Regions from separate parts of the Mus musculus genome. Here regions 1 and 3 are each linked to region 2. Evidence: chromatin contacts called from public Hi-C and promoter capture Hi-C data. All regions are on one chromosome and are shown on one strand. The core of a region is the stretch at or near the end of the contact, and the rest is flanking DNA. Distances in the headings are between cores, read along the strand shown. Region 1 overlaps Reps2 (RALBP1 associated Eps domain containing protein 2). Region 2 holds the start of Nhs (NHS actin remodeling regulator). Region 3 overlaps Nhs (NHS actin remodeling regulator).

Region 1 (4,414 bases), core at 374-2,873, 350 kb before region 2:
TTTCTGGGCCTATGTTTTCTTCTCTTCTCTTCTCTTCTCTTCTCTTCTCTTCTCTTCTCTTCTCTTCTCTTCTCTTCTCTTCTCTTCTCCTTTCTTTCTTTCTTTCTTTCTTTCTTTCTTTCTTTCTTTCTTTCTTTCTTTCTTTCTTTCTTTGTTCTTAGAGACAGGGTTTCTCTGTGTAGCCCTGGCTGTCCTGGAACTCACTTTGTAGACCAGGCTGGCCTTGAACTCAGAAATCCACCTGCCTCTGCCTCCCGAGTGCTGGGATTAAAGGTTTGTGCCACCACTGCCTGACAGGGCCCATGTTTTCAACTCTTTCTTTAAAACCTGTTTATTTATTTGTTTATTTTTATGTGTGTTTATGTATATGCCTGAGCACATATATGTGCCTTATATATGTGCAGTGCCCATGGATGCCAATAAGAGGTATTGGATTCCTGGAACTGGAATTACAGATGGTTGTGAGCTGCCATGTGTGTGCTGGGATCTAAACCCAGGTCCCCTGCAAGAATAATAAGCTATCTCTCTAGCCACCTTTAGCTCTCTCTTAATGGTGCCATCACTGAAGCAAGATAAACCCTGTTAAATTCAAGTGGCTCCAGAAAGCCTTTTTATTTAGATCTTTGGTTTTGAGGATCAGAATGAAGTTTCTCCTTTTTTCTTTATTATTATTGTCCTTGCATATTTCAAATGTAAATAATGTTTCTTCTGGTTCACTAACTATCATCTTGAGCTTATTTGTTTAAAGTTTCAACAAAGCAATCAGTAGACTACTGAAGCTTATGCTTATATTTTCCAAATACTAACTTCCTTTGAAGTTTAAAAGCAAAAGTAGGTTGGAGAAAGAGGAAATAGGAGGAGATAGGAAGGACTGCACAGAAGACATTCCAGCCCCCAGGTGATTCTGCTATGTGGCCTATTTGGAAACTACTGCCTCCAAAAAGCAATGCTGCAAAATAGGAAATTAAGATGGTAAATCAATCATGACTCTAAAATCAGTGGGAATTCTCAAGCCTGATTTTGACTTTTGAAATGTGTTTGGATCCATTCTTCACGGTGGAAATGTTCTATTTCCATAGGCCAATTCTGAGCGTCTCTGATTGTGGATGTTAAGGTAGATGCTTTGTAAATTTCATGTCGTGGTATTAGTAAAAGCTATTTCAATTTGGAGTGTTAATTTAACGCTTCTCCTATAGGCTTTGGGAATCCTAAATTTTTCTATTTGTTCCAGAGATTTCAGCACGAGATTAAGTGTTCTCTGAGGCATGAGCCTCGGTTTTCATTTTTAACATTCTTTGACTAGGACTTGGCACCACCAGATAAAACCTAACAGGTGTGCCACAGCACATGAAGTATATCTAAATTTGTTTCACACTGCCTGGGAACATGCTGTGTGATTTTTGATTTATTCTTCCTACTGCTGCCCCCTTCTGGATATAATGCAATCTCTCATGTCAAACACATTTAATAGCCTGTTTCCTGGCAAGTCACCCCAGTTTCCCCTAGGAGATAGGAGAGTCACAAGATGGTAATTATAATTCTGGTAGTCAGTGTACTGGAGACAGTTCCTCTCAGCTCCATTGCAGGCTTTTAGGTTAATCATTAGGTCTGTGTCATCTTCTCTGACTCATTTCCTGGAAAGATGATGAAAGATAACATGCCTGGAGTGCTCCAGGAAGTTGTCATTTTCCCCTCTCTCCAGCTAAATGAGAAGCTGTGATCCATCCATTGGCTTTTGCTTGAGCTTGCAACATAGTATGCCCTTGCCATTTTTGCAGATACTCACATGCACTGGGGAACTGAGTCAGGCTGTCCAGGTGGCAGATGGAAGACTTAACTAGCCTGGTACTGTTGAGGCTTTTGTGGTCTGAAACTTGGGCCAACTTACCAAGCTGTACCTTGGAAACATCTTTGCAGGTAGAGAGGAAAAGTAAGTCTCTGCTCTGCTTCTTATTACTATACATGGTGGCAGTGCTGCTGCTAGCAGTGAAGGGGAGGGGCTGGGTGATAGATGAGGGAATGGAGGAGATTCCTTTCCTTGTTAAACATATCCGACACACTCTCACAATTTTAGTTATTGAATGCATATGTGTTAGTGGAGTCTAGGATGTCTAACATGCCTCATGTTCCAGTCTAGCCTAATTCAGTCACACATAGTGCACGGTAGTAGTTGTCATCTTGCTTCTGGATCATAGTGAAGTGTTCCTGTGCAGCATGGTCTCCAGATTGCTGTGGACAGTTCCAGGTGCTGTTTCGTTGCTAGTGAGCAGCTCACAGACTTTCTGCATCGCAGCCTTTCTTGCCTTCTGCTACCTGCTCCATCTCTGTCTCTTTTTATCCTGTAATGAACTAAATTCAGAATCCAGATTTTCAGGCCTAGAATATTAGGGACCTTTGTTTACATCCTCTACAAATGGAACTGTTTGCCATTCTGCAGGACATTCACGTTCTTAGGACTCCAGCCTTGTTTACCAGGCGAGGGAAGGGCAGCTCAGCTGGTTAGTGATGAGGAGCACTGGGGTCTCTGGACCCCCAACCCGGTCTCTGTTCCTTTCTTCATGGCTCATTCACACCCTTACTCCATTTGTCTGTCTGCCTGTCTGTGTATCTCCCATTAGCAGAGCTCATCCTTGCTTCCACACCCATCCCTGCAGCAGCACAAAGATAATGCTGAAGACAAATGACGAAGGAGTGAACGGTTACCATGGTGTGGTGGGCTGGGAAACAGTGTTTTAGCATGGCTAGGACTTTTGCTCCCGAAATATTTCTGGAAAGCAGTGAGTCTTGAAGGAGAAGAAGGGCATAGAGGAGCGGTGGCAGGCCTACTCAGAGGCAGGCTCCAGCACTGCAGGGAGTCTGGGCACAGATTTGTCTCCTAGCTCCAGGGCAGTCTGGCTGAGGAGGGTTGCCTTTCTTTTCTTCCTGGAGTGGTAGGGACGGACGGACAGACGGTTTGGTCCTTCTTTGCCTAGGAGTGTGTGCATGATATGAACAAGGAGAGTCTCAGTCTTGTTAGCTTTTCCACACTTTTGCTGGTGAGGAGGGAGCTATGGCAGCATTTCATTTGGAAGCTGAGACATGCCTGGGCTCACAGTTAGGAGAAATGGTGTTTTTTTTTTTTTAATGCAGCTGGCCATATGTAAGTAAAGGCTTGCTCTCTAGGGAGTTTGCTTTGTGCCTTGCTGGCATTTATGAGACTTTCAGCTCCCTTTCTTCCTTGCTTGTCTAACCCAAGGATTTTAATGACCATCATCAACCTATGCTGCTTCATACCAGAGGAGGCTTTTATCTTTAGAATGGTGTGGATGAGGACAGAATAGCATAGCAAGATACTTTCTTTTGGATAAATAATGTGAAACAAAGAAACAACTTATATTCTCCCCATTTCACTCTTCCTGTGGATTTTTATGATAAACATTTGCAGCGTTTGCAAAACCATAGCAGAGCTCTGAGGTTCTAAAGACACCTTCTACAAATAAGTGGAAACACAAAAGAGAGCTCGCCACTACTTCTGATGGGAACGTGGGCTCCATGGCTACTGATAGTGAGCATGAGCTTCTGATTTAGGTTTCATTAGGAAAAGTGTGGTTGAAACACATTTTAATCCATCGTACTCTTTGTATGATTTGGTTACAAAGACAGGGGAATGAACCAGAGTATTTTCTCTTTCATATTTTTATAGAGGGAGGTTTTTGAGATAGGGTTTCATTCTGTAGGTTAGCCAGGCTATTCTGGAATTTACCGTGTAGCCCAGGCTGCCCTCAAACCCATGATGATATTCCTGAGCCAGCTTTCCAAGTGCTGGGATCATAAGCATGGGCAGCCACGCCTGGCTATGGGTATTTTCTTATAGGAAAAGCTGCACACCTTTTTAACTTTGTTTTGTAAGAGCTCAGCTTTCTCATGACCATGGTAACCATGGTGCTCTACGCATGCACACATGTATGTATACAAATGTGTACATACACACACATGCATGAATGTGCACAGGCTCTCATTAAATTAGTCTTGGCTGGCTTAACTCAATATATAGACAAAGCTGGCCTTGAACTTGTGGCAGTCCTCCTGCTTCTGCGTCTAGAATTCAGGTATTAGCCACTATATCTGACTCTGGCAATATTCTATAGTTACAGAAGATATGCAGCTAGATATATTCCTAACCTTTGTGGGAGATTGGTTTCAAGTCTATTATTAGACTATCATGGGAGACCAAGAAGCCCTCAGGTGGGAATCTATCATATAAAAAGACAAACTTTTAAGTAGGTTGTCTTTTTATCTTGGAATGTCTCCATTAATCCATTTAGACTTAAAAAAATTTTAGACTTGAGAATGGTCTCTCAGTGTTTCTATGAAAGAAAACTTGCTGGACTTCTTTCCCTCTCTTGCCTTTAACTTTAAAAGTAAAATAAGAATT
Region 2 (4,657 bases), core at 1,196-3,695:
AAAAAAGTTCAGCTTAAATAGCCCTTGGATTCTTCTTTCTTCCCTACCTTGTCCCCCAGCTCCTTAAGATCATCTCTCCTGACCTATGAAAGGAACCAACCAATAATCTCAAACTCCAGTCAGGAGTGAAAGCTTTACATTGCTCATTCACAGGACACACAGGTGGGTGGCTCCCCGGGCTCCAGGGTCAACAGGAGTTCTAGGTGTGGGGAACTAGCTGATAGCAGACTGCTGCCATCAGCCTTGGCAAGTGGATGCCTTACACACTCGTCTAGTATTTACTCTTCACTGTGGTCAGAGAAGTAGGTCCTGTTTTGCCCACCTAGCAGACCCTCCGTCCAGAATTTTGAACATGTTAAATAAAAAGTGTCTAGCTACATTTGAAATTAACCAGCTCTCTGGATTTGTGATGTCAAACACACAGGCTGAGGAGTAAGTAGTTCCAAAGCGTTCTTTTACTTTCTACTAGGAAACCAAACCAAATTTAAAGTAAGGTTGTAAGAATTATGCAGTGAACTGCAATCTATCCTTTGCTTGGGCACATTATTTTGGTTATTTTTCTCTTTGTTATACTCATTTCATTATTACTGTCACCACCACTGTCACCACCTTCATTCTTGTTACTAAATCATTCATGAGGACCTTACATACATCATGATTCTCTACCTCCAGAACCCCAGCTTGGATCTTCTTTGTTGAATAGAGATAGTCCTTCACCAAAAATGAGTTTTGTTTGGGTTATTTATTTATTTATTTTAGGTAGAATAAGAGGGGCTCTGTTGAAGTCTTTGTGACCAAAGTGTAGGCTGATTCAAAGTCTGTCTTGTATGGATTCCTTTTCAAAGCTGGGAGCACAGAGGACAGCCCATTGCATGTCTCGAGGACTTTATTGCTTCCATAAACTATATTTTTCCACGTTCGTTTTAAATACATGAAATGAAGACAACATTCCCAAGATTTGCTTGTGACCTTGAATTTTATTTATGTTATATATTTATTTCACAGTACACATAGTACACATTGTGGAAGGATGAAAACTTGTATTTTACTAACAGTCCCCAAAGTCTTTTTAGATTTTCGGCTGCCACCATGTAGCCTGCACACTACTGCATTTGAAAAATGTAGGCCTTTTAAGAAATTATACCTTTTAGTTAACCAAGGGGAAAACTTTCCATTCTTCTGTGAGTCATCCTCTCTCCCATGGGAAACTTTAAAAACCCAGTGTTGGATTAGCACAGTAGGGCGACAAGGAGGTAATCCGATTCACTTCACTCAATGTGCAATGAATTTTGCAAGTGACTTTCTGGGGTGGGAGGTTGCTCACTAGTAATTTGGGTCTCAGTCATGATGTTCTGTAGAAGGCAGCTCTCAAGGCAGACCAAAACAGGATGCCAGAAAAATGGTATAAACAGTCGTCTGGCCACTCTGGCCATGTGGGAATGCACCCATGCTGCGTCACCCTTCCCAGCTGTCTCTGTGAACGCGGCGCCTGGGGCACTTTAAGGAGCAGCCCAGATTTCCCCTCTAAGAACCCAAAGACTTGACAGAGCTAGAATTCTGAGACAACTTGCTCCAACACGAATCGACAGCATCCCCAATACTTTCCTTCCTCTTAGCTGGCTACCAGCATCTCCACTCTCAACTTGAGGACACCCCGCCCCCACCACGCTCATAGTCTCAATTCTAACCTCTGAGACGGGTTTGAGAAAGTGCCCGCGGTGGAACGCACCAGGCGCGGTCCAGCCACCAGTGACTCCCAGCGGCCGCACAGGGCGCTGCGCCCCTCTCGCCCTGGCCTCCCCCGCCCGGCGTCCGCCCTGCCGCCCCCGCGCCGCCTCCTGAGCCAGGGCTGGAGGCGGATTCCTCTGTCCGGGTTTTCAGAGCGCCTTTCCGAAATCTCCTCCCCGCCCAGAAAGAGAGAGAGATCCCAGGCGCAATCGCTCCCCGGAGCGGCCGAGGGGCGCGCGGGGAGAGGCCTGCGCCGGGGTACTTTCAAACTGAGGCGCGCGCACACACTCACACCCACCCACCCACCCACCCACCTAGACACACACGCGGACAAACACACACACACGCGATCACACACACATACACACTCACTCACTCACACACACATACACACACGCCCATTTATATAGGCGGCGGCAGTGGCCAGGGCGGCGGCAACGGGCTCAGGAGCGATGGAGCTGAGCCGGCTGACCCCGGTTGAAAGCAAGTGAGGAGGACCCAAGCACACTCCGAGATTTCCGTGCTCAGCGCTTGTCATCTTTCCTAGACAGCCGTGCTCCCGGAGGAGGACAGGTCAGACTAAGCTGTGAAGGAGAGGGTGGGCAAGAGGAGGAGGCCAGGTGAGCAGAGGAGCCCTCAGCGTCTCTGGACTGCCCGGATCGCTCCTTGCCGGACTCCTGCCCTCTCCTCGCTCAGGTGGGCGCGCCAGGTCTCTAGCTCACAAGGGTCGCTCAGAGGAGAAGGGAAAGTCGCGGCCCGGCTGCGCGGGATGCCTTTCGCCAAGCGGATCGTGGAGCCGCAGTGGCTTTGCCGGCAGCGGCGCCCGGCGCCCGGCCCAGATGAGGACACGAGTGGAGGCAGCGTTGAGCCGCCGCCGCCCCTGCAGCCGCCTGGCCGGCGGGAAGAGGCCGAGGCACCGGAGCCAGAAGAGCCTCCTCGTGTGCCCCCTGCGCCTCTCCCACTGCCACCTCTGCCGCCGTCTTTGCCGGCGCCGGCCGAGCAGGATCAGCAGCCACCCAGCGAAGCGCGGGAGGCCGGGGAGGAGAGCGTGGCGGGGGTCTCGGAGGCAGCATCGGCCCCAGGCGAGACGTCCGAGGCTTCAGCCGAGGCTGTGCTGCTCATGTTAGACCTGTGCGCGGTCAGCAACGCTGCGCTGGCCAGGGTCCTCCGGCAGCTCTCAGACGTAGCCCGGCACGCGTGCAGCCTCTTCCAGGAGCTCGAGAGCGACATCCAGCTTACTCACCGCCGTGTCTGGGCGCTGCAGGGCAAGCTCGGTAGCGTGCAGCGCGTCCTCAGCACGTTGGACCCCAAGCAGGAGGCAGTGCGTGAGTACCAGCGCCGTCCATCCTCTAGGGTGCTAGGCTCAGCGCCTCACCCTTTTACTGTCTCCACTCACCACAATCCCAGGCCCGAGGCGCCTAGCCTGCTGCAACTTGCACCTTACTCTTGCCTTTCTTCCCTTCTGCCCTGAGATCCACCCCAGTACTCCGGGTTGAGTAGCTGGGGTGGCCCCTGACCGATGCAGGCATGCAGGCATGGAGGGCAGAAAGTTAAAAGGACGGCTTCTGAACTCATAGACACCCTTGGCGTTCAGAATGGGCAGGTGGGGAGCATTTAGGGAGCCAGACAGGAGGTAGAGAAAGAAGGTCTGTCATTTACCACTGGGACAGACATGCCTTTCATGTCCTTGGGAAGAAGGAGGGGGTGCAACTCCTGTAGCTTCCAGGAGCCCACTACCGGGTTGCACTTTTGGGGGGGTCTTAAAAGTAGTAGGTGTCCTTTTAAGATGTCTGTGGGAGACAAGGTGCTTTGTCACACTTGCTGTGGCCTCGGGTGCCCGGGTCTCGTGCCTTTGGAAGGTGTGTGACCTAGTCCAGCATCATTGGCTGGCTGCCTAGAATGAACTCCACTGTGCTCTATGGAGAACCCTGGGAACAGGAAAGGCCTTGATGAGGGCCTGGAAGGAATGCCTGGACCTTGGGGAAGATAAGGGGATCCCCGAGTGTCTTTTCTGCCCTGGGTTAGTTACCTAGGGCTCTTAATGAATGCTCCTTTGGACTATCTGTCTTCTGAGCATCCCACAAACTCTTCTTCCTCCGTCTTAGTGCCTTGTTGCACAAATCCAGACTCAGGTGTGAGCCAGTCCAGCCAGGCAGGTTACAGCGAGAGAGCAAGGACGGTGAGCTAGGAGACGTCTGGACATCTTTACTGCACATTGACTTTACTCTTGAACCACAGTAGACGTCCTGAGAAGTAGTCTCTGCTAAGTACTCTCCCAGGGGCATGCAGTCCTCCCCCACTGGTGCATGGCCTCCCATACCTGGCACCCCCAAACCTGGCAGTGACAGACTCATTTAGGAAAATGACTTGTGGAGCAGAGTGCAGGTCCTTTGGCTCCTAGTTCAGCTGAGATGCTATGGGGAAGGTGATGTCAGCGGCTCTGCCTTACATAAGAAGTCTTTTCTGTTGCTGCAGCAGCTGCTCTGGTGTGAGGTGGTCACCGAATGAGCCAGAGGAGCTTCAACAGCATCTTAGGGGCATTTCCCTGTACCTCTGTCGGGCAGCTCAGCCCAGCTTTTTGGCCTAGCCTGCGGGCTTGGGCATTCCTTTCCCTTACCCCTTCCTCCCTAGAAGAACCCTTTGAACCCCGCCCCAGGAATTCACCGCTTTTCTACAATAACAATAATAATAAGCATAATGAATAAATGATGTGCCAGATCAGTTTTCGCAGCTATAAAAGACCTGGAGTTGGGTTAATGACTAGTTGTTTAAAAGGGCAATTCCGGGGATGAGTTCTGGAAAGAATTAGGATTGCCCTAGGCCAAGTCGTATTTTACTTTTGGGACTGGAAATGAGCACTTTAATTCTGCCATTTTCCCCCCAAACCACCCAACAGGGGCAGGCCCTTCACTTTCAGCAGCGCTGATAT
Region 3 (4,565 bases), core at 1,004-3,503, 260 kb after region 2:
CAAAGTGGCTGCCTCTGCAGGGCCCACAACTGCACAGTGAGAGCTCAGTGGCCTCAGAAAATGCTGCTGGGCATCTCATGTATATCCCAGGGTGTCAAAGCAAGCAAAGCAGCCAGGCTATAGGTACATTCTGGATTTTAGAGCAGGGTAAGGATTAAAGATAATGAAGGCCAAGCTTGTGGGATGAAGCTGGAAACACAGTGAGTTCTCAGAGGTGTTAGATGTAATGACCATGGAACTGGACAAAATGGTACTTCTAATCATTTTTAAGTTTGGGGAGACAATAGAGAAAGCCTACTTTTTTCCCTTGGAGGCTACCTCCCCCAGCAAGGAGTTGGCTAGTCTAGTCTTCTAGCTCCTTAGCATCAATCAGTGGTTAGGTTTGAGATTTCTCCCATTTTTTAATCTTTAAATGCACCCTTAAAGCCAGGTGTAGTGGCACACACTCATAATTTCAGCACTTGTGAGAGGAAGGCAAGAGGAGAGTTCTGTATCATCCCAGACCATAAAACAAGTTTAAGGCTAGCATGGAAAACTTAGTAAGAATATTTGCCAACCCTTCCTCCTCCTCTTCCTCCTCCTCCTCCTCCTCCTCCTCCTCCTCCTCCTCCTCCTCCTCCTCCTCCAAACAAACAAAGCCCCTGCATCCTAAAGGTACAGTTAGAGTAAAATCAAGAATAGAAATAAAGTGGCCAAATTTTCAGAAAATTTGCTGTGGAGGAAATGAAAATTGAATGGGCTAGAGGAAGCAGTGAGAAGAAAAATAAAGGGAGAGAGTAGCACTCTGAAGTGAGAGGGGAACCCTTCCTAATGCCTCTTCTAACCCTGTTCCTGAAGTAGGGTTTTGCTGCTCTTCAAAGCTTGATCCTACTTAGAGGCTATGGCCTGTCAGGTCTCTTAGATTATAATTTTCTTATATCTAATTCTCCCCAGCTCAGCCCTTCTCTAGGTCAGAAACCTGCTCAAGTGTCACCTTATCATACATCTACCTAGATTGGGTTCTTTAGATGTAGTCTTCCAAGACAATTCCTCAAAATCCAGTAGTTCCTTTGCAAGGTATACCTGGGGAGCAAAGTAAGGGGCAGGAGGAGTAAGGCTGAGGGAAAAGGAATCTGATAGGGAGGCATGCTCTCCAGCAATCACCACGTAGGCAACTGGTGTTCAGGCATACCAAAGATCTTAGGAGACAGTGTAGCACATGCTTCAGAGTTAGTTGTAACTTCTGAGGACATTGCTATCTGCTGGAAGAATTCTTCCTGGGGCAGTAGATGTATCTGGTTTACTCTGCTTAGAGGCCAAGCATTCTTCCATTGTCACAGCAGGGATAAAATTACTTTCAGGTAGAATGTTTCACAAAGTTACAGAAGGCTTTGGAATATTGAAGTGAATGTGGAGGGGTTGTCAGCAAGATGCTGAACATCTGCTATGCCACCCTCTCCAAAATAGCAGCCCTGTCACCCTTGCTCCTCTCTTCCCACTCTCCGCTCACTCAACAGAACTTTTGCCATGGACAACATCTGTATGTTTGTCACCATCTGTCTCTTGTGCTCTACGGAAAGCTCCAGGGAGAGAGAATCTCATATACCCTTCAGCGCCTCAGACAGTGTGGTCAATGTTCAGGAAGGATTACATCTACAAATTAATATTCAGAGAAAGATGGGGATGTGTTACCATCACTTTTATCCTAAGCATGTGTAGCAGTAGGAGATGAGGACATAAATAAGTTGCAGGGACAAAGATAAGTGTGGCACAATGAGAGGGCATGGCTGCCGCTTGAACGTGAGTAGATAAAGAGAATAGCAGGTCACTGCAGTTTCTTGCTCTAATTTTTCTGGGGACTCAGGGATTTTGTTTTTTGCTGTGGACATAATAGCTATTACTTTTGCTCCATCTACCAAATGGAAACAGCAACAACACAGCAGGAGTGTCTTCACAGATTGGGAAATGTGATAGCAAAGCCAAAGACTGGAAGGCAAGAAATGTGCAAAGGACAGAGAAAGGAAGGGGAGACAGCATGCAGGTCGAGGAGGCAAGATGCCAAGGGAAGGCCTCACGGACTCAAAGAATTGAATATGCCATTGAAGTGTTAATTTTTTTTTTTGAGATGAGCTTTTGGAGATTGAGCAACTAAATGTATCTGACTTAGAGCTTTACTTGTAAATCATAAGGCTCTGCTGATTCAGGCCTTGAGATGTGTGCTCCAGGCCACTGGTTTGAAATTAAACCAAGAGGAAGGAAGTTCTGAAGTTCAGGAAGTCCCTAAACAGGCAAACTTCCTTAGACCACCTCAGTGGTGCCTACTTTCTACAAACAGTGGTTCTCAACCTGTGGGTCACCACCTCCACGGGGTCACATATCAGATATCATTGCTTATCAGCTATTTACATCACAATTCCTAACTAGTAGAGCTACAGCTATGAAGTAGCAACAAAAAATAACTATGGTTAGGGCTCTCCACAAAATGAGGAACTATATTATAGGGTCACAGCATTCGGAAGGTTGAGAATCACTGGTGTGTAGGCTTTCAAAAAAAAATCTCACCTCATCAAGACTTGAGAGGATATTATGGTAAGGTGACACAATAGTGAGGGATTGGGAACCTGGACACATCTGTGTGCCACTTGTTGCGGGTGACTTTTGTTCTAAAAAGCACAGACCTTCCTCTGAATGAACAAAAGGAAAGTTCTACTCACCAAATCTACTGGCTTAACAGTCTTGAAAAGAAAGCTTAAAAATCCAGAAATATAGTCAAAATTCATTCTTAAGTAAATAAAATTTCCAAGTTATATTAGGTCCCAGATGTCATCTTGCCAATATCCTTATCTCTCCGTGTAAACATTCTTGAGCTGATACTTAATTCCCTGAAGAATTAACAGAAGTCTCCCTAACAGTCTGTCTCATGTCTATACAAGATTCAATTGTTGTCTTAAATGTAATTCACTGGTAACAATCCGAAACGGACAGTTAGAGTGGTGTTGTATAGTTTGTGTGAATGTTGAAATAATGGTTCTCAATTTTAACTGGACTTACTATATTACATAGCTGTTTTTCAACACGAAAAATTGAAATTCTATCAAAAATGCTTATTGCTTAGGTTGATCTGTTGTTAGAACAAGTAATATGACCCTACAGGTGTCTTGGACCATTGTATGATCTTAAAACTGAGTTTCGAGTTCATATTCCTGACTCATTTGATTTGGTTTTCAGATTGGCATATGTATCTATCTTGACTTGTTTGTTTGATTGTTTATCTATTTATTTAACATGTGTGTGAACATGCCACTATATACATGTGTAGGTCAGAGAGGACCTTCTGGCTATCGATTCTTTATTTACTTTCTTCATTTGGGTCCTGAGGACTGACATCAGGAAATCTATCTTGGTGGCAAGCATTTTTGCTTGTTGGGCCACTTTGCCTTTATTTCTAATCTTTATTACTAATGATACATGGGCCAGAGACTACAAAAACAAATAAGCAAAAGAGTACTATCTTCTTCACCAGGGCTAACTGTAATCCATTCCTTTTCTAATTCTGGTATTTTCCCACATTGGCCTGGCTTTGATGTCTCTGAGTTGGAGAAGCTCTGCAGAGAAAGTCAGTATCCAGAGCTAGAAGGTATTGAGGTGGCATTAGTGGATAAGGTTTGGGCAATTTGCTCTGAGAATTCTGGGCAAGTTGTTCAACATGACCACATACACTCCCATGTTCCCATGTAGGTCCTCTTTAGTGGCCCATAAGACAACTTTGAACATCTAATCTTCCTGCCTCACAAGTTCTGATTTATGCCATACTGGAGATTGAACCTAGGACTTTACTATATGCTAAGAGAGCACTCTATCAACTGAGCTACATTAGTCAGTTCATGCTATTACTTCTCAGCTTACTAGAATCCTGTTCAGAAAAATCATTGCTTATGTCTATATGTTGAAAATGTCCCCCTGTGGTAGTTTCCAAACTTAAGGTTTTACATTAATGTCTTTTGCACATTTTATGTTGATTTGGTGTAAGGTGAGAGATGCAAATCTAGTTTCAGTCTTCTATTTATTGAGATCCAGTTTCCCTAGAATCACCTTGTTAAAAAAAGGTTGTCTTCTCTCAAATGGATGTTTTTGACACCTTTGTCAAGAGTCAGATAGTTAGAGGTGCACAGGTTTGTTTCTTATTACTGTATTCTAGTCTACTGGTGTATGTTTCTGGTTTTGTGCAAATATGTTTCTGTTTGTTATGTACAAATATCTGAAACTGTAGTGTAGCTAGAAATCAGGGATTTTTATCCATCTAGTATTGTTCTTTTTGTTCAGGATTTCTTTGGTTACTCAGGGTCTTCTTTGCTTTCATGGGGACTTTAAAGTTCCTTTCTAGTTCTATGTAAGATGTCATTTTGATAAAGACTGCTCAATCTGTCAATTATTTTTGTACTACTGCTAGTTTAACAATATTAACATTGTGATTCATGAAAACAGGAAATCTCTTCATCTTCTGATGTCTTTGGTTTCTTTCTTTAGTGTTTTACAGATTTCACTGCAGAGATGTTTTACCTGCTTGGGTAGGGAGTATTTTCAGG

The links. Promoter capture Hi-C pulls out the DNA fragments that hold promoters and counts their contacts. Hi-C and Micro-C count contacts between places; a contact is called where the count stands out from the background.
Region 1: a Hi-C map of muscle stem cells shows a contact between it and region 2, with 2.1 times the contacts expected there. The contact joins the enhancer-like site here to the promoter of Nhs in region 2. A contact is called at or near these places in 8 of 39 promoter capture datasets (the 3T3-L1 cell line, the HPC-7 cell line, cranial neural crest and 5 more), 1 of 484 Hi-C or Micro-C datasets (muscle stem cells) and 3 of 115 datasets of contacts at active chromatin or transcription factors (all in embryonic stem cells).
Region 3: a contact with region 2 is called in a promoter capture Hi-C map of the HPC-7 cell line. The contact joins the enhancer-like site here to the promoter of Nhs in region 2. A contact is called at or near these places in 4 of 39 promoter capture datasets (the HPC-7 cell line, embryonic stem cells, liver and 1 more), 6 of 484 Hi-C or Micro-C datasets (cortical neurons, embryonic stem cells, myocytes and 1 more), 9 of 115 datasets of contacts at active chromatin or transcription factors (SST interneurons, VIP interneurons, embryonic forebrain and 5 more) and 1 of 9 other capture datasets (adipose tissue).

What each region holds. Positions count from the first base shown.
Region 1 is chrX:162,507,805-162,512,218 of GRCm38.p6, reverse strand. All of the region lies in intron 11 of Reps2 (RALBP1 associated Eps domain containing protein 2), which reads left to right. Among named protein-coding and RNA genes, the nearest start is that of Reps2, 130 kb to the left of the region's middle. Within about 2 kb of position 1,623, at least 27 of the 459 cell types and tissues checked have an H3K27ac peak or open chromatin away from gene starts, as enhancers often do. A contact at or near this core is called in muscle stem cells, where this site is marked.
Region 2 is chrX:162,157,229-162,161,885 of GRCm38.p6, reverse strand. It overlaps Nhs (NHS actin remodeling regulator), which reads left to right and starts at 2,445. Exons shown (of 9, transcript NM_001290526.1): 1 at 2,445-3,053. The coding sequence starts at 2,498.
Region 3 is chrX:161,892,314-161,896,878 of GRCm38.p6, reverse strand. All of the region lies in intron 1 of Nhs (NHS actin remodeling regulator), which reads left to right. Among named protein-coding and RNA genes, the nearest start is that of Scml1, 62 kb to the right of the region's middle. Within about 2 kb of position 2,253, at least 4 of the 459 cell types and tissues checked have an H3K27ac peak or open chromatin away from gene starts, as enhancers often do. A contact at or near this core is called in the HPC-7 cell line, where this site is marked.